5 separate regions of the Sus scrofa genome follow, and all the other regions are linked to region 4. Evidence: chromatin contacts called from public HiChIP or PLAC-seq data. All regions are on one chromosome and are shown on one strand. The core of a region is the stretch at or near the end of the contact, and the rest is flanking DNA. Distances in the headings are between cores, read along the strand shown.

Region 1 (3,682 bases), core at 116-2,615, 560 kb before region 4:
GGGAAAAAAGAAAAGAAAAAAAAGGGGAGGGGAACCCCGCCAGTCACATTGGATTAGGATCCACTTATGTGACCTCATTTTACGTTACCACTTTAAAAGACCCTGTCTCCACAGACAGTCACATTCTGAGGTACTGGGAGTTAGGCCTTAACATACAAACTTGGGAGGGAACACGGCTTGGCCCATAGTACTTCTTGTGTGCATCACAGAGCTATAAGCCTAAAGAAGAGAATTGCTTAGGAAAACAATGTGAATGCAGTTATATCCTGTGTGTCTGTTAGGGTCGTTAGTCACATCTTCAAGTATTTTTATTTTTTTATTTTTTATTTTATTTTTCGTCTTTTTTTCGGGCCACACCTGTGGCATAAGGAAGTTCCCAGGCTACAGGTCAACTAGGAGCTGCAGCTGCTGGCCTGTACCACAGCCACAGCAATGCAGGAACCAAGCTGCGTCTACAACCTACACCACAGCTCACAGCAACAGCGGATCCTTAACCCCCTGGTAGAAGGCCAGGGATCAAAACCACGTCCTCATGGATACTAGTCGGATTCCTTACCGCTGAGCCACAACAGGAATTCCTAAGTATTTTTAAATTATTTGTGAATTTAAGTTCCTTGTAAGGGAAGATGATAATGGCTACTACTTTGAAGAACAGGCTATGAAGACACTCAGATGATATATTGATCATATCTGCAAATAACTGGTTTAAGTGTTAAAAATTCTCCAATTTCAAAAAAAAATGAGAAAACTAATCTAACAACGAATGGTTAATTATGGAAGATATGAAGTTTGTTTGGGGGTAAAACAGTTTATGAAGAGCTTGACAAAAATAGTATTTGAACAGACTAACTGTGAAATAAAAAGAATCAGAAAACAGAAGCAGATTCGTTCATTATGATCCATTAAGTTGGTTTATAGGAGACTGCCATTTTAGTAGATTAAAAAATGGTCTAATATTGGCAGTTCTTTGTGTCAGTCTAACATAAGAACAACCAGAGCATTTAGTCTGTAGATGACAGAAAAGAGGAGTGCCTAGGAGCCATAATTATAGAAGATTAAAGAAAGACTTTGTATTGTATCTCAACCTCGGCATTTCAGGTATGGTCTCACTGCTATAATAATACTGTCACCTCTCCTCACCCAACTGATTTCCTTTTTATATTATTAGCTACTTAAATCCTCCAAGCAAAGTTCTGGATTAGGCCTTCTGCTTGACCTGGGCCACAAACTGAAATGGGCGTTGAGCTTTCACTCTTCGCATAGAGAGCGATACTCCAGTCTATGGCAAGTTCTAGGAGCTTAATTCCATCACCCCACCCACCCCGTGGTCCCCCTCGCATCCTTTCCAGAGCGTCGGCCACCTACATCTACAAATTCTACACGTCGCATTTCCACTATCCTGCTGTCTCTGAGTGGAAGAAAGGGCCATTTCTTCCTCCGAATCCCAATTTGGATAAAGCAGTAACCCCCTCTATTTGCTACCAGAGGATGGGGCGGGACCTCTCTCCCCCAGCTCAGGGTAGAAGTGCTGGTGTTGAAGCGGAGTCTTGTGAGGGGCCTGTGGAGAAGGCATGGTTTACACGCTCAACGGACCCACGACACTGGAAATCCGACAACCAATCAGAGCGTAAGGATGTGTAGCGAGCATCTTTTTTTCAGGCTCGGTCAACGCCATGCCTGACCCAGTGGAATTGTTCAACGGGGCTTTGGAGGCGAACTTTCAGATAGGGAGCTCAGCTTGGTTAGCGGACCCCAGCTGCCGGGTTCCGAAAGCGGCCCCGTTTCCGCTCGGGCGTCGCTGATTGGAGGGCTCGGGAGAAGGAGGTGGGCGCAGCCAATCCGGACCGGCCTCCGCCGCTTTCCTTCCCGCCCCCGGGCTTCCAGGGGAGTTGGCATCCGAGCCGGGCACCGCTGTCAGCCTGAGCTCTCCTGGGGCCAGAGGCAGGAGGCCGAGGCTGCAGTCGCCAGCGCACAGGCCATGGCCTCCTCGGGGCTGGCCCAGCCCCCCTCCGAGGACTCTCCCTGGCCTCTGAGCCTACTGCACGCGTCCCCGGGGCTGCTGCGGCTGGACCCCACCGGCGGCGCGCTGCTGCTGCTCGTCCTCGCCGCGCTGCTGGGCTGGAACTGGCTGTGGCGGCGCCCAGAGCCGGGCATCCCCCCGGGGCCCACGCCCTGGCCGGTGGTGGGTAACTTCGGTTTCGTGCTGCTGCCGCCTTTCCTCCGACGGAAGAGCTGGCCGTATGGCCGGGCGAAGACCAATCCCTTAAATACCTCGGGCCTGAGCGCACAGTTGCTCCTGGCTGAGCTGGCCCACGTGTATGGCAACATTTACAGCTTCTTCATCGGCCACTACCTGGTGGTGGTCCTCAACGACTTCCACAGCGTGCGCGAGGCGCTGGTGCAGCAGGCCGAGGTCTTCAGCGACCGTCCGCGGATGCCGCTCAGCTACATCCTGACCAAGGGGAAGGGTGAGCTGGGCCGCGGCTGCGGGAACCTTAGGGGTCAGGGGCCGTGGGAACGCGCGGGTGGAGCTGCAGGTGCTCCAGGGCTGCGGGTCCTGTGCCTCCTGAGGCCGCGCACCCAGCCTGCCTCACACCTGCCCTGCGCCGGAGCGGAAGGGCAAGGGCAAGGGCGAGGGCGGTGCCGCCTCCCTCTCCTGGGGCCTTTGAGGTCCCCTGGAGGTGTGAGAGATTCCATCTTTTCAGGGGCATTCACTCCTGCCCAGAACAAAGCCCTACTCTCCAGCCTGTGTGCCCGGGAGAAACTTTGGCCCTGTTGGAAGGAGAGAAGAAGGGTATTTTCACCTTCTGCGTTTGGAGTGCAAAAGTTCAAGAAGATTGTGTTCCCGCTGTGGCACAGCGGGTTAAGGATCTGGCATTGTCTGTGGCAGCGCTGTTTCAATCCTTACAGGACCAGGCGCAATGCTTTAGGAATCCCGCAAAACTTTCCCATAAGAAACTCCAGAAAACAGGATAGGAGCCAATTGTCAAACCTAATGCACTAGGTTTGTAGCCTCTGTCTAATCTGCGCAGTTTTTTTACTCGTTTTGTTTGCTTTTTAGGGCCGCGCCTGTGGTACAGGGCACCTGCAGCACACTGCCACAGCCACATCTCAGCAATGGCTGGATCCATAACCCACTGAGCAGAGCCAGGGATCCAACCTGGGTCCTCATGGATACTAGTCAGATTCCTACCGCTGAGCCATAGCGGGAACTCCCTAAGCTGCAAGGTTTTGAGGGATAGTAAATATGTTATCCGCTCAGTAGAATATCACCTTTGACCTTTGTTTGTCAAACTTCCCTTTTGTCCTTTTGGCTGGCACAGGTGCCAGACTTTTTAGGGGGGGGGGTATCACTCTTAAGCTTCAGTGAGGTGTTCATTTAAATCTTTAAATCTTTCCTCAAGGAACTTTTTTTTCTCACTTCCCCTCCAGGTAAGTTAGGCTTCCTTGTTAGACCCAGTCTCAAAGCACGAGTACTTTTCCTTCTCTGCACTTATCAGTACTGAGCCTTCATAATTTTGCAACCTTGGGCCTGAATGTGAGTCTTCAGCCCTCGACCAACATCTAGGAGGCCAGGGTAATTCTTTGTGGTCCTTCTTGGTGGGTGTATAGTTTGGTCAAGAATCTATAATAAGGCAACTTCTAAGTATTTGTTGGATCACAGCTAATTATTAGATCCCTC
Region 2 (4,067 bases), core at 586-3,085, 530 kb before region 4:
GTTGTCACTGCTATGGCTTGGGTTCAGTCCCTAGCCTGAGAACTTCCGCATGCTGTGGGTATGGCCAAAAAGAGAGAAATAAAAAAAGTCTTTGGCCTTACATTAGATTAGACACAACTTATAAATGAGAATGAAAAATTAAAATTCAAATAAAGAATCATCTGTGCATCCCCCTAGTCCACCAACCTAGCTTCACTTCTAATCATGTCAAATTTCCTGTGGCAATATTTTTTTTTACATTTCTATCTTATCATGTGCTGCTTCCTCTGTCTAAAATCCTCTTTTCTTCATAAACTGGCTAATTTTTTTCCTTCAATTTACTAGGTTCCCTATGCAATCTTCCTATTCCAATTTCAGTCCTATTGATTGCTACATTGGAGCACTTAATGGACTTTAATTATTTGGATGTGACACTGTCTCTTCAGCCAATAATGATCCTCTTAATAATGTCCCAAGCCTCCACACCAGTGCTTCTCCCATATTTTTACAATATTAGAAATAAAAATGAAGGAGTTCCTGCTGTGGCACAGTGGGTTAATAATCTGATTGCAGTGGCTTGGGTTGCTGCAGAGGTGCACCTCTGATCCTCTCTGTGTACTGGGTTAAAGGATCCGGCTTCACCACAGCTGGAGCTGCAGCAGGGATTCCATCACTAGCCAGGGAACTTCCATATGCCCCAGGTACCACCATAAAAGAAAGAAAGGGAAAAAAAAGAGATCAAAGCAAAGGAATGGTGAACATAGTATTTACTATGAAAGTTACTTCCAACAGGAGGATGCTGACTTTGGATGGTGAGTCTGTGGGTCCTTATTACATATTCAAAAATAATATAAAAATAATACAAATTCTGTGTTACTAGGTGTTCCCACTGTGGCTCAGCAGGTTAAGAATCTGAATAGTATCCACAAGGATGTGGTTTGATCCCTGGCCTCCCTCAGTGAATTAGGGATCTGGCATTGCACAAGCTGCGAAGTAGGTCGCAGATGCAGCTCAGATCCTCTTGCTGTGCCTGAGGTGCAGGCCAGGACCTGCAGCTCTGATTTGACCGGCAGCCCAAGAACTTCCATATTCCGCAGGTGCGGCCCTAAAACAATAAATAAATTAATTAAAAAATTCTTCATTATTAAAGTACAGTAACTAGGAATTATTCACAGGAGGGGGACTACTGGCCTAATTACTATCAAGTCTTCCAGTACTTTGAAAGACTTTCCTTTCCATTTTTATCTCCACAGAGGTTTCTCTTTGATCTTACCATTCACACATTCAGGACTTGTAAAGTGGAAATGGGCAATATCAACTCTCTTTCTCTGACCCCGATCTCTGCATTGGAATTCATGGGTTACTAGACATTTGCTTTGCGTCCGAGCAGTTCGTTTCCTTCCGTTTTATCAGGAACAATGTACACAAGGCCGAAATAATTCCTAGATTTGGTTATTTGATGACGTGAACTGAAGGTGCTCATTTGGGAGTCTCTTATCATCAAAACCGAAATAACACGTATTTATTCAGGGTCGAGTTATGCACTAGCATCCTAAGCGAGGATTTAACAAAACAACACCGCATCCTCCCCCTTATAAGGCCGCCCTCCGCTTTGGGCCTGCGCGGGGATGGGCGCGCTAACTGCCCCTCCTCTTCCCTCTGACTGCGGAGGGACAGCCCGGCCAGCGAGCTCAGCAGCGCAACGCTGTGGCCGTGCCCGCCCACTTGGGCGGAGACGCCGCGCTCCGACGTTCGAACGCGGCCCCTGGGGTCTCCACCAATGAGAAAAGCGAATCGCGAGGCTCCGCCCTGTCGTCGGAGACGCACAGCCACGCCCAGGGCGCGCGGACCTTGGGTTTCCTGGGTGTCCAAGCCCAGGGGTCGTCTTGCTACTCTTGCCTCAGCCGCCTGCGGTTACCTTCTCCGCCCGGTCTTGTTGCTGTCGCCGCCTTCGTCTGCACCATGGCTTTCGCAACCAGGCAGCTCGTGCGCTCCTTGTCCTCCTCGTCCACCGCCGCGGCCTCGGCGAAGAAAATCCTCGTCAAGCACGTGACGGTCATCGGCGGCGGGCTGATGGGCGCAGGCATTGCCCAGGTGGGCCGCCCGGCGGGCAGCGCTCTCCGCTCGCCTTGCTGCCTACGCTAACCTGAGAGCTCTGGCGGGCCGCGACCCGGCGGGGTGTAGCTCCGAGAGACCTGGAGAATTTCCCCTCCTCCCCTGTCCCCCTGCCCGTGTAGTTGAAATGCCTAGACCCGTGAGTCTGCACTCCCTCAAAGATCTGGTGTCTTTTGGCCGAGCCTCCGTTTCCGAGGGTGTGCGTCCCGAGACCTGGACTGCGATCGGGTTTAATTTTTATCGGTGGTTTTTTTTTTTTTTTTTAAATAATTCTGCAGTTATTGTCAGAGTAGTTTTCTGCTCTTCGAAATGGTCTTCTTCCGAGTGTTTCCTATGCTTGCTGGATTACAAAGGTTAATAGTAGTCAGCACTTTTGTAGCATTTTGTAAAAGTTATCTTATCGGAGCTTGTGAGGCCCTGGGACGCCACCAGCTGCTGCTGCGCGGGGCCTCTTTGACCTAATGCCCTCTGGTGCTGGGGAGAGTGGGAGCGGGAGGTAGAGGGGCCAAGGGCTCTGAAGGGGTAGCTCATTAATCTCGCTGTGGATCTTCAGGACTCTGCCCTGTTCCACCTGAGCTGTGATTCAGGGACAGTTGTGCAGTTATTATCTAGATACTGTGGTACTTGTACTTTATTGATTTTTAGCGGTTACATTCCAGGTTGTATTGGGGAACCGTGATTTTCATAGCCTAGCTGATTATCTTCTTAGCATTTCAGCCCTTGCTACTAGTATTGTTGGACAGGGGAGGCATTGATCTAGTTTTTTTGGGGGGGAAGTACCTTCAGTGGCTTCAATTTTGAAAAAGATTAATTTTTCTTAGTTCTATTTCCAACCAAGTCCTTGCTTCTGTGCTTGCTTTTTAGAAAAATCTTTTATTGTCATTATGTATCTTAATTTTTCCCACCCTGCAGGTTGTTATTTTTTTTTAAACAACTATTAATTTGGTTGCTTTTTCTCCTAAAATCTGTTTTTCATTAATGTTTTATCCTTCTGACAGGCTCCCATTTCTTTTCAGATCATGTTTTGGGACTCTTTTTATTGTGTACATGTTCTGAATGCTGGGTTATGGTGTCCTCATAATCTTTATTATTTGTGAAAGGGAGGAGTAAGTCTCTTTAACTGAAAGTTCCATGCATTATATTACATGATAATCAAAAGAGCACATTTTGTATCTCGCTACTCCACCCAAATCTCTCTGTGCTGTGAGAGTGAGATTTGTTGTGGCAGGTAAAGAAAATGACATATTTGTTTAGAAACATCTAAACAACATTTCAGAAGATATTAGGGCCTTAAGCCCCCAATAACAATATAGGAGATGGGTCCAAAATCTATTGTTGATGGTACCTTGAAGTGGAAGAGGATTAGAAATTAAGTAGAAAGCTTCACTTCAGCTTTTGTACAAGTTTAGGTTGCTCAGTTCCTGGAATATTGTATCTATTATTGGCTAAAGAAGAGTGTTGTGCTACACAAAAAGGCAGACATAGGCACACCAAAAATTCTAGGTATGGTATTGGAGCTTTGATTTGAGAAAGGAGGCAGGAGTTGCACAGTGAGACCAATTCAGACTTGTGAATCAAATCATTGAGTAGTTGAATGGGGAGGGCCTTTTGAAACCTAAGGGGTAAAAAAGAGAGCTTTTACCCCACAGGTTGGAAATGTAATGGAACTGTCATTCAACTCATTGATAAAGACTAGAAGCTTAAACAGTGGACAGTTGTAGGGAACAGTAGTTCTGTCCTTACATAACGAAGTTTTAAAAGAGCCTCAGCCACTGTGGGTGACAGCTTTAGTTCTGTGGAGAGGAACCCTTCTTTCCTGCAGAATGTCTCTGTATGCCACCGTCAGGCATTTGCTTGGTTTCAGTGGTTTAGCTGATCCGTTTTTTGTACTCCATCCTGCAGCTTGCTGTTTGAGGCAGTATTGCCTCATTCTCTGTGTTCTTTGGCCTACAGCTTTTGGCAGAGGGTAAATC
Region 3 (4,016 bases), core at 1,501-4,000, 990 kb after region 4:
CACAGCCACAGCAACGCAGGATCCAAGCCTCGTCTGCACCTACACCACAGCTGACGGCAACACCGGATCCTTAACCCACCGAGCAAGGCCAGGGATTGAACCCGCAACCTCATGGTTCCTAGTCCGATTCATTAACCACTGAGCCACGACGGGAACTCCCTCCCTTGACCTCTTTATTGCAATTATAAATACCCCTTGATCACCACGCTCCTCTACTTTTGGGATTTGTCTGTTTCTCTTTGGTTCCGATTTGGTCACTTACATTCCGAAATATAGGAAAGGTTGAAATAGTATTCCAGGGAGACTTCTCAGGTAACAGAAGGAACAACTTTCATTATGCTGGAATTATCAACATGCTGACTTAGAACCACGGTCTTATGAGCAGACAGTACTGACTAAGAAACAAAAGGATTTTCACTGAAGAATATCATTCATTGTATGTTTTTAATGCTAAAGACCCTGCTCTCAACTCCAAATGGTAAATTTAGTGAGGCTTGTGGACGAGCACAGGATCTTTTTAATAATAGTCTCTATTCAACCTCAGAGATATTTTAAATGTAAATACACTCTAGAACCCTTAATTCATAATAAATTTATGGACACTGATTCTTCCAAGTCTTTCCTATCTCAGTAGGAAATGGCACTACTCAGGCCATTTGGCTCAGGCCAAAATCTTCAGAGTCATCCCTGACTGGCCTTTCTCCTCAGGTCCTTTACACTGGCCGGCCATTCCATCTGCCTGGATTGTTCTTTCCCCTGATCACCATAATGTCACCTTCACCATTTTAAATTTCTTCTCAAATAGTATCTCCTCAGCAAGGCCTTCCCGGAACAGCCCATAATAAAGAGCAACTGCCTAACACTGCCACTTCCATTCCCCCTGCTTTATTGTTCTGAAAGCACTGGCATACTTCAGACCTACACACACTACAGATTTGGCTTATTTTACTTATTCTTTAGTTTACTGTCTCTTTCAACCAGAAATATAAGCTCCATGGATAGGAATTTTGTTAGTTTTCTTCAATGCCAAATCTCCCATTGGTAAAACACCTGACATATAATAGGCACTGAAATATTTGTTTAATGAATGGAGATGACTAAGTAAAACTATGACATCTGCCTTCGGGAAGGCAACCATTTAATCTTCAAGTTACTTATTCCTAACAAGCTCTACAAGGACAAAAACAACCTTCCTCACTGAATTCTGGTGGTACCACTTGGGCATGAATTTAAGAAATGATATTTAGTGCTTATATAGCTCCTTCTTTACCTCCATTAACAGAAAATTAGCAATTAGTTTAAGAATTACAGAGAGCATGCTGCATCAGTTTTACATGACATTGGTTCCTTTTAAATTCATCTACATCTTGTCCAGTTTTACTATTAAAGTCACTGAGTTCCCTATTATTTTGAGCTGCCACGCATTAAATCCACTAGGCCTAGACCTTGTCCACTCTTGTTGGAAACAATAAGTACTATTTTAGCATTGTGAAGTTCAAAAAAGAAGTACTTTATCTTAACTATTACAACATTTAAGCATTCCAAAAAGTCAGGCGCTTCGGAGGAAAGATCTCTGCCTGAAATGCTGACTTATTACTACCAACAATGCCACCAAACAGGTTCGCAGATGCAAACATAATTAAAGTTTAAAAATATGAAAAGGCAAATCAAAAGAATAACAATAGCAACCAACATTGACAAAGCAGAGTCACCAGTTTCCAAGGAAAGAAAATTCCTGTCAAGTATTGATGGACTCATTTTCTAGCAGAGTTATCAGCACTCTTTCTCAACAATAGAGTACACCAAAAGTCTGTACAAAGGTCGCGATTTATTTTCTGTAGCTCTGCAGGAAAAACATAACTTAAACCAATTCTTGAGAAAGTTAAAAGGCCATGACTTTAAAATTCTCGAAATGTTTTGCACGTTCAGCTGCTTAATTTAAAGGCGCTAAAATAGAGCTAAAATCAGTCTGTTTCTCTCCATCACCATGACGCATACGTCACTAAGTTCTTGGGCAACTTCCATGCAATTGGAAAAAAAAAAAAAAGAAGTAATTCAGAAGCAATGAAAACAGAACGGTGTGTACACACTCAGGTGCTCTCTCACATGCTAACAACAGTAGTGCGAACTTGTCAGCAGGTTGCTCAAACACAAGAACGGAAGGTCTAGCAATGGTTGTTTTTCCACGGCCAGAGGACACCGTCAAGGTCTGCCTGGCATCTCACACCTCCACGATCTCGGTCCCCCCAACAGCCCTGAAAGCACGGGCCTCGCAGGTCCTGGGGTCCCCCTCACCGTCATTGCACTTATACTGGCAGAGCCCATCCTCTCCTCCCAGAAGGTCCAAGGCGGCGTTGAGGTACGTGTCTATTTTGTGAACGCCGTTCCGGATGGTCTTCAGGGTGGCCCTCCAATCGGTGGGCTGGGCCTGCTCCTGGCATCTGAAAGCCGCGGTCAGTAGCAGGAGGAGGAGGGCGAGCGCGGGCCGCGGGAGCTGGGCCATCCGCGCAGCGCCGGGCCGCACGGGTCCCGGGAGCCGCGCGACCGGCGCACGCCCCACTGAGCCCCTTCAGCGAGCCCTAGCCTAGGCAGCTGCGCGGGGCCAGGGCTCAGCAGCAAGGTGGGGCCGGCCCCATGCCCCCGCCTCCCGCCTGGCTGGGAGGCGGGCCCTCTCCGCCGGCAATGAGACGCGGAGACGCTCGGCGCGGCGCACGCGCTGCGCTCACCTGGGCCTGCCGCTGTCCCTGTGCGCCTGCGCCGAGCGTGGTGCGTCAGAGGGGCGGGGAGGCGGGAGCGCTGAGAGGCGTCCTCCACGCTTACTTGGTGGCCGCGGCACGCCCCCGAGGCGGTTACCTGGTCCTCGTTAGCACTACCTGAGGGGAAGGTTGTGCTACTAAATAGCCATGCTGGGCCCCGTACCCCAGAGAGGCTGATTAGGTTCGTCCAGGTGTCAGTGAGCATCCGTGTTTTTTAAAAGCTCCCTGGATAGCTGTAAAGTGCAGCCAGGTGGCGAACCCCCGTGACCTCCTCCGACTTGTAGGGGCGCTGTTCAGCCACCCCAAGCGACAGGCTTTTCTGGATGTAGACAGTGTTGGAGAAGTGAGCTCCCGTAGCCACGTGCAAAGAGAGAGCCGAGGGGTCCAGCTGAATTTCGGGTTTGAAACTGATTCTGCCTGATAGGTGGGCAGAAGCCACGTCTCACCAACTTGGGTCCGGGATTCACGGCCCTGCTGTTGGGGGATGGGGACTGGAACATGTCAACCTAAGGCCATGTAGGTGCCTGGCTGAGAAGGATGAGCGAGATGCTGGTTTCAGAATTATGGAAGAAGAAAATGTTTTGACAATAAAAAACCATGAGCGGGAGTTCCCGTGGTGGCTCAGTGGTTAGAATCCGACTAGGAACCATGAGGTTGAGGGTTCGATCCCTGGCCTTGCTCAGTGGGTTAAGGATCTGGCGTTGCTGTGAGCTGTGGTGTAGGTCACAGACGCGGCTCGGATCCCGCGTTGCTGTGGCTGTGGCGTAGGCCAGTGGCTACAGCTCCAATTAGACCCCTAGCCTGGGAACCTCCATATGCCGCGGGAGCGGCCCAAGAAATGGCAAAAAGACGTAAAAAATAAAAAACCATGAGCTTTTTTCTCTGGTAAAGGAGAAGCAGTACTCTACAATTGATTGCAGTTTAAAAAAAAAAGAAAAAAGTGGAAATCACAGATTTCCTACTGAAGATACTTTATAACTTGATAGCTCCAGTAACTTTTCTCTATCTTTTCCCAACCCTGTGCAGAAGCCTTAAATAACAATTGCAGTAATTTTTACCAGAGCTATAAATATCTGGTTATCTTCCTCTGCCTGGCAGTTTCCAAGAAGATCCAGGGCAAGATTTCAAGAGATGTGTCCTTTCTAATAAGAGTTACCAATAAGTTCTAGTTTGGCTTTTGTGTTTGTTACAGGCTCCATACATTTATAATAAATGTGCAGTGCAGAGCTCATAAGAGTTATATCTCTCCGTATTAAAAGC
Region 4 (3,805 bases), core at 196-2,695:
ATCTCAATACCTGGTACAGCGACAAAGGGAGTCTCGAGAACTAAAAGTGACAGATTGGGAAGGAAAGAAGTAACTACAGAGTCAGGGGAGAAGGAATTATGTGAGAGTCGGCCAGGGGAGGGCTATAACCAGAGCCTTCCATCCGGTGTGGTGACAAAGGTGGCACTGATGTGAGGCGCGACGGAATGAACAGGCCCCACTTAGAAGGGGACCTGAGTGGCCACTGGGCGGCTCTATGCAAATCCTCTCTTCTGGGCCAAGGATATTGACTGGGTCACAGGACACTGTTCTCAGTTTCAGGAAGCTGCCACACCTGTAAATAGGGAGCAGCCGGACCAAAGACTGTCTGATGTGGGAACGCAAAGGCCCAGTTTCCTTGCCAGTTTGGGACAGCTGTGAGGAGCCATCCCCAATACAGAGCTCTCTGCTGGAATAGCTGAAGCCTCGGTTTCATCTACAGTGTGGGTCCTCTGATCCTACCTTGCTCACTTCCCAACAGGTGTATTTTTTAAGAGCACTCCTGAATACACCAGCATATAACTCTCTCTCAATATGTTTCCAGGGAGCCTAATCTAAGATTAAAAATGTAAAGACCCTTTTTAGCATTCTTCCTTAGAGCCCAGGGAAAGTGTTCTTTACTTTTTTGGAGGTCACGAACCCCTTTAACAATATAATGAAACCTAAGGATATTTTCCCCTGTCCTCTGAAAAATGCAGATAGACACTTAATGTAAACATTTACATGCTATTTTAGAGGTTTTTCTTTTTTCTTCCTCCTCATCTTTAAGGCCCAGATCAGACGTTACCACACAAGTGAAGCCTCTAGAAACCCTTTGTACATAATCATAAGATTAGCCACCATTTATTGAACACTCACTCTACAAGACACTGCGCTAAGTGCTTGAACTTCATGATGCCTTTGATCACGACCCAACTCTGCATGGTAGTTACGAATACGTTCCTCTTTAGAGATTTAAGGACTCGCCCAATGTAACGCAACTGATAACTAGCAAATACTGGGTTAAAATCCTAATTCGTAAAGCTTGTGCTTTGGATGAATGACAACGAAAAATAAGAAACGGTTAAAGACAGTAATTCCTGAAAAGTTATCTAATGATATGTGTCAAAATAGAGATTTAAACCCAGGTCTAACTCAAAAGCTGGCGCTCTTTTGGCTAAACGTGTTGCAGCGCACTTGAGAACGGAAAAATAGTTGATTTTGTCCCACCTCTGCGCTTCGCAGCTCCCTCAATATTTTGCTTCTACAGCGATTGCTGAGAGATCTTTGTGTGGCGCTGTTGGGGATGGCTGGGGCGCATCCCGCTCCAAGGAGGCGCTTGCCGTACAACCCAACAGCGCTATGAATCCCCGCCCACTGTATGGAGCTGCGTAGCTTCCGTACAACATGGCGACGTCGTTCTCTCCATCACGCCTCTTCCTCTGATGTAACTTCCTGTCATGCGCAGTCGTATTTGACCTTTGCGCTCGCGAGACCTTCCCTTTCCTCTTCCGGGGACGGTATCCACAGGTATGGTTGCTCTTCTCTTTTTCTTATCGCTACTGCCTTTGCAATCGGCCGCCATCCAGGGACTTATAGGAGTCAGGATCTCCCAGGCACAGTTTTTTGAGTTGGCGTGGGAGTAAAGGCTTAGGTGGGAGGCTGGTGATGAACAATTTCTCGGCTTTTAGCTTCAGACACCTCTCGATTCCCTATCTCCCCTCCGGAGCAGTAGGTGACCCGAGCTCACCACCCGTGGCTTTGCCGCCTGCGCAGTCGCAGTCCAGCGAATACTGCGAAGGGGAGCTCGGAGACGAACGAGTTGTTGTTTGGCTGGTGGACTCTGAAATCGCTGCACGTTCTCATAATTACGCTCTCGTGTTAACCCCGATCGGGTAGCTGTTCTCCAGGCTTTGGCGAGGGGCGGGGGTTGTCCTGCGGGACGACCAGCATCTTCTGATCCTTTCAAAATCGAGGTTTTTTTTCCCAAAGCCAGTGTTTTAATAGGGAGTTTTCTGTCTTGATTTTGTAGAAGGAAACGGCTAATTGGGTCACTATTGCATTAGCTTTCCATGTCGGTTTTGGTGTCTGACAGTTCCCAGTGTAATGTTAGTAAGGAGCTTGTAACAACAGATGCAGGCTGTTTTTTTTTTAAGTAACATGCTGTGAAGAAAGGTGACAAGATTTGACATAAACTAGGTTGATTAAAGTCTTGCTTATGTTTTGGGTAGTTCACTGGAAAATGAGTCGCTCATGTGTACCTATGTAACCGATTTGCTAAACATCATCATTCAGTATTATTTCTAGTTGATAAAGAAAAACAAAACAGATGTCATAATTCAGAGACACTTGGGCCAATACCAGAATTAGTATTAAATGGCACTTAACTTGACCCAGATGTCTCTTTGGGGCAAAACACTGAACCCTGAGTAGCTATTGCGGTGGGCAGAACTCCTGTTGTCGTTTAATCCTAGTGACATTTGTGTCTGTTAGCCCGTGGACTTTGTGGTCCCCGAAAATGGCATGCTTTTCCTTTAATTCCAGGATTTTTAAGATTTGCACTTTTCTGGACACTGTTCCAAACAGAATCAGACTCTTGGAGGGGAAGGCCTAATAATCAGAATATCAGCCCCTGCCACATTTAATTAATTTATATAAGTATGGCTATCCCTCAGTATCTTGGAGGATTGTTCCAAGGCCCCTGAGTAGGTCAAAATCTATTAATGCTCAGGTCTTTTATCTAAAGTCCTCCCATACACTTTATTTTGTGTTTTTTGTTCTCTCTTTAAATCATTTCTAGATTACATATTACACGTAATACAATGTAAGTGGCTATGTAAATAGTCGTGAGCACATGACAAATTCAAGTTTTGCTTTTTGGAAGTTCTGAAATTTTTTTCCCTGAATGTTTTTGATCCATGGTTGGTTTAATTTGCAGATAGAGAACCTGCAGGTAGGGAGAGCCAATTGTAGTTGTAAAGTATGAAATCCTGCTTGTAAGATAAGTTAATGTAAGAGCATATGTGAACAGTGTGTAAACTCTGTGGTTCTGCTTTGTCTAAGATTTGAATTTTTTCTACAGTGCAATTTTATTCTCGATTTAGGTATTCACAATGGTCCAGCGATTGACGTACCGTCGTAGGCTATCCTACAACACAGCCTCTAACAAAACCAGGCTGTAAGTATTACAAAATTATATACATATTGTCATTTGTTCTGCAGAATGCTGAGCTAGTGCCTGTTCTCTCGCTTCCTAGGTCCCGAACCCCTGGTAATAGAATCGTTTACCTTTATACCAAGAAGGTTGGGAAAGCACCAAAATCTGCATGTGGCGTGTGCCCAGGCCGACTTCGAGGAGTAAGTGAACCTTTTGCTGTGAATAACATGACAGGATGGGCTTTCGAGCATTAATTCCTTGGTAAAGGTGAGAGGTCACCGCTAGGAGGACTGAGAATTACTAAGCATCCATGATCGAAATCTTTTAAAGACTACAAATACAATGAAATGTTTTTCAGATGTATATGCCATTTCCCTTTTAACCTAGTCTAGTGATTACACTTAACACTCAGCAAAAATCTGGGATGCTTTGTGTTATAACATCACAAAATAATCTGAACATTTTCTTTATGCAGGTCCGTGCTGTGAGACCTAAAGTTCTCATGAGATTGTCTAAAACGAAAAAACATGTCAGCCGGGCCTATGGTGGTTCCATGTGTGCTAAATGTGTCCGTGACAGGTAAATAATAATTATGAAGACTGGTTAAAAAAATAATAATAGGAGTTCCCGTCATGGCTCAGTGGTTAACAA
Region 5 (3,632 bases), core at 1,114-3,613, 780 kb before region 4:
CATTAGTTGATATAAGTATGTGAGAGGGAACGATGATGGGTGTTCCCTACTGGGGCAAAGAAAGATTTACAAGGCCCTGAAAATCAAAAAATTCTAGCCTCATCCAAAATCTCCCACAGAATCAATTCTCAACTCAGCAGCCAAATATTAACAACTGCATAACCTGGTCCCACCCCAATTATTCACTCTTATCTCCTTCAGTCAACAAAAATCCTGCAGAGTGGTTAAACAGGTCTTTTCATTGCTCCTGGATTAAATAACAGCTATTACTATTATCACTCCTAGATTTTATTCATACAGTTCCCCTCTGCCTCAGAAATCTGCGCACACTTCTCTTCCACAAACCCTCCCCAAAACACTCAGGCTAAACCAATCTCTCCTCTAAACTGTGATAAAACAACTGCCACACCACTCCCTGGGGTCTGTAATGATGTATCATCACCTGCAAATGCCAATTACAACCCCATCTAGGCCACGAGCAACCAAAAGGCAAAAGCACAGAGTTCCTCATTTTCTCCAAGACTAGCACCTGCCTCTACAAGGAACACACACTTATCCGGCAAATGGAATAGTAAGTGAGTTACAAGTGGTGTAGGTGAAACGATCTGAAAAATACCTTAAGTTAGCCAACCTTATTTCCCTAACCAGGAAATACCTCAAGGTAACCGGAGCAATATCAATAGTTCCATGGCAGTGGTCTCATTGCACTTTCCAATTCATTATCTTCTTTCCTCTTCAGAACAGTCCAGTGAAGTACACACTCTTAGGCCTTTAAGTCAGCTGAAGTGTGAAGAAGTAGAGTGTTTTTCCTCAAGATTACACAGCTACTAAATGGCAAAGCTGAAACCCAAAACCAGACCAGTAGTCCAACCCTCTTTCCAATGTCCTTTTATCCCCTCTCCCTCCTTATTATCTAAAGAGTTAAATAACTAAAAGAAGAAAGGAATCGGGTGAGAACCTTGGTAACAACAGATATGGTAAATTAATGGCTTAAAATGAACGTCTGCCTAAAATGGCTTCTTTTTTTTTCTTTGACTCACCAAGGGCAATGATGATTTGCAAGGCTGCATTTAAACCTCATGATCTTGTGCTACCGTGAAATAAAAATTTCCATCCAAACTTAAAACCAGTGCCTTTCCAGACTGGAGAGTTGGTCACCATCTCCTTCACTCCACCCCTTCTGCACTTAAAAAAAAAAAAATCTTACGGCTGTTTCTTACAAAAGAGTAATTAAAGAAGGAAGCAACCTTCTAAGGACGCAACACTAACGAAGTCAACTGGCAGTCCCTGCTAAACGTTATAAACCATTAGTTTTCCCACACTTTACCGTCTCCATGTTATTTATTTGATATTCCAATTTAACAGTGAGTCACAAAGAACCTCAGTTCAGGACAGTCTCAACTCATGAATGGCCACATTGTTAGGTACCCTCCCTTCACACTGAAACTCAGAAATGGAAAGACATGGACATGGACCCAAACCTGGGCTAACTGCTCTGGCAGAGGCAAGAAAAACCAGGAACGTACCAAAGGCGCCTGCCTCCGCCTCCGCAGCAGACCTTCAGGCCGCTACAGGGGATGCGAGCAGCTCCCCCTCGGGGGTGCAGGTTTTAGCAGCCGCCAGCTCACTTCCAAAAAATCCTCCCCGAGGTCCCGTCTGAGCCGAGGAACTGGAGAAGTGGGCGTTATTCCCACGGACAGTCGATCGGACTACAAGTTGAGCCCAGCCCGAGACCTCCCCGCCGCCGCACCACCCACCTCCCCAGCTGGAAAGCGCCGCGGCCTCGGGTACCACCCCCGGCTCTCCCGGGAGGATGCAGAGGAGGCAGGAGGAAGGCAGCTGCTCCTAAACGAGCTGCAGCGGGAGCCTCCCAGAGCCTCCTCCGCACCTCTGTGCCTGCTCACCCAGTTTTGCGCGTTATTGCTCAGCTTGACTTTCTTGCACAGGCTACCGGGTACTTCCATGGCTACACAGCGCGCGCGGGTGCCGGCGTTCTCAGCGCCCACAGGGTAGCGGGAGAAGGGGAGGTCGGCGGGGGCGGGACGGGAAGGCGGGGCCTCCTCGCGACGCAGCTGGCCAGCGCTGTCGTAGGCACGCGCTCGTGCCCGTGGCTCAGACCACGTCGCGTCAGCCGCTCCTCCGAAATGGGTCCGGGGCAGAGGTATGTGGGGTGGGGCGAAGCAACGGACGAGAACCGGAGGCAGGAGTTGGCGGCCGGGCTTGAGAGCGCGCACGACGGGAGCGCGCAGGAGGCTCTTCCCTCTTGATTCCGAGGAAGAGGCGGGGCCTGAGGAGGCAGTGGTGGAACTTCCCGGTCCTTCCTCCGAGCGCAGCCGGCGGTGCGCATGCGCAGAGCTGAAATCGCTTCTCCGGCTTGGGCCAAAAAGGGCAGGAAAGTTACCAGGCTCCCCGCTGCTGTTTCGTGGGCCGGCGAAGACGCTGACGTGGTTCCCCGCCCCTCTGCCTTCTCCGTAAGCCCGGCCACCAAGTCTCCTGTTCTCCACATCTGTGCCCATGTCGGCCTGGCCGTATTTAAAAAGGAATTTTCCAGCCGCGCGAGGGGAAGAATCGATTTACTGACCAGCTCCTTCTCCACACCGATTTGCTTTAAAATTCTTCTCAACGCACAGTTTCCAAAAAAAAAAAAACAAAAAAAAAAACAAAAAAAAAAAACCCATCTCTGGACATCAGTCATTAATACGGCTTGTGGTTTTAGTGATTATCTGCAAGGTCCCTGCTTCCCCACTTGGAGACCTCTCTTCAGGAGATTTCTCTCAGGTACTTCTCACCGGCGAGACCCAAAATGGGGCCTCTGTATTATTAGCTTCTCAGAAAATCCTAAGAGGAATGCAATCCAGTCTGAGGGAAGGGCCTGGGTTACCACAGAGTAGAATGTCCATTTGTGGAGGACACTTTTAAATTCACCTAATTTTAAATTATTCCAGGGCTACTTCACAGGAGGATGGGCTGGAGGTGTGGGGGAGCTTTCTCCACTTCCACCCCCGTTACTCTCAGGGCTTTTCTATATCTGGTCCCTAGCACTGAGATAGTTGCTTGAATCGCTTCTCCATAACCCAGTGCCCTCCCCTCCACACACACATACACACCCCAATCGCTAAGACCTGACTTTACTGCCTCTTGGTCGAAGGACAGAGACAATGAAAGGGGCACACCAAACTGAGGAGGTGCCTTGAAACTGAAAAAATGAGGCACGCACCTCCATATTATCAGTGGATCGATTAATATACAGCAACTTACAAGGCGGTGTTATTAACCAGGGTTCTTGGACTCTTTCATCAATACAAATTAAGAGACCAGACAAGAAATTCAGACAAGGCTTTCTTAGGGCATGTGCTACAGCCCTAGGGAGCGAAACAACTAAGTTTCCCTTTGCTTGCCCCCTGGGGTCTGTCGGCGCCCCGGACCATGAGTCAAGCTGGAGGGGTGGCTTAGATGGTCTGTCCACCCCCTTGGTGGTACTGTGTGGAGGGTGCATGCCCCATACCCTGTTATTGCTCGCAACTCAGAGGTAGCAGTTGGGGTTTTGGTGGTTTTGTATCTTGCTGGTTATTTGCCCTAACTGCAGTTATTTTTAGCCCCCTAAGTTTCTCTGTACTTTGTTGCTGGAGGAA

Evidence for each region. HiChIP or PLAC-seq counts read pairs in DNA pulled down with a chosen protein or histone mark.
Region 1: an H3K27ac HiChIP or PLAC-seq map of alveolar macrophages shows a contact between it and region 4. The contact joins the promoter of LOC100518620 here to the promoter of RPL34 in region 4. A contact is called at or near these places in 1 of 5 promoter capture datasets (fetal liver) and 2 of 2 datasets of contacts at active chromatin or transcription factors (alveolar macrophages and skeletal muscle).
Region 2: an H3K27ac HiChIP or PLAC-seq map of alveolar macrophages shows a contact between it and region 4. The contact joins the promoter of HADH here to the promoter of RPL34 in region 4. A contact is called at or near these places in 1 of 5 promoter capture datasets (liver) and 1 of 2 datasets of contacts at active chromatin or transcription factors (alveolar macrophages).
Region 3: a contact with region 4 is called in an H3K27ac HiChIP or PLAC-seq map of alveolar macrophages. The contact joins the promoter of PLA2G12A here to the promoter of RPL34 in region 4. A contact is called at or near these places in 1 of 47 Hi-C or Micro-C datasets (heart right ventricle) and 1 of 2 datasets of contacts at active chromatin or transcription factors (alveolar macrophages).
Region 5: an H3K27ac HiChIP or PLAC-seq map of alveolar macrophages shows a contact between it and region 4. The contact joins the promoter of PAPSS1 here to the promoter of RPL34 in region 4. A contact is called at or near these places in 1 of 5 promoter capture datasets (liver) and 1 of 2 datasets of contacts at active chromatin or transcription factors (alveolar macrophages).

Annotation. Positions count from the first base shown.
Region 1 is chr8:114,033,586-114,037,267 of Sscrofa11.1, reverse strand. LOC100518620 (cytochrome P450 2U1) reads left to right here and starts at 1,365. Exons shown (of 7, transcript XR_002346837.1): 1 at 1,365-2,468.
Region 2 is chr8:114,003,278-114,007,344 of Sscrofa11.1, reverse strand. It overlaps HADH (hydroxyacyl-CoA dehydrogenase), which reads left to right and starts at 1,835. Exons shown (of 8, transcript NM_214331.1): 1 at 1,835-2,073. The coding sequence starts at 1,942.
Region 3 is chr8:112,482,056-112,486,071 of Sscrofa11.1, reverse strand. It overlaps PLA2G12A (group XIIA secretory phospholipase A2), which reads right to left and starts at 2,750. Exons shown (of 4, transcript XM_003129255.6): 1 at 2,296-2,750. The coding sequence starts at 2,503.
Region 4 is chr8:113,469,698-113,473,502 of Sscrofa11.1, reverse strand. RPL34 (60S ribosomal protein L34) reads left to right here and starts at 1,445. Exons shown (of 5, transcript XM_005666943.3): 1 at 1,445-1,527; 2 at 3,102-3,175; 3 at 3,255-3,354; 4 at 3,630-3,733. The coding sequence starts at 3,111. It overlaps LOC102161553 (a long non-coding RNA gene), which reads right to left and starts at 1,388. Exons shown (of 6, transcript XR_002346833.1): 1 at 1,228-1,388.
Region 5 is chr8:114,250,790-114,254,421 of Sscrofa11.1, reverse strand. It overlaps PAPSS1 (bifunctional 3'-phosphoadenosine 5'-phosphosulfate synthase 1), which reads right to left and starts at 2,363. Exons shown (of 12, transcript XM_021101693.1): 1 at 1,905-2,363. The coding sequence starts at 1,964.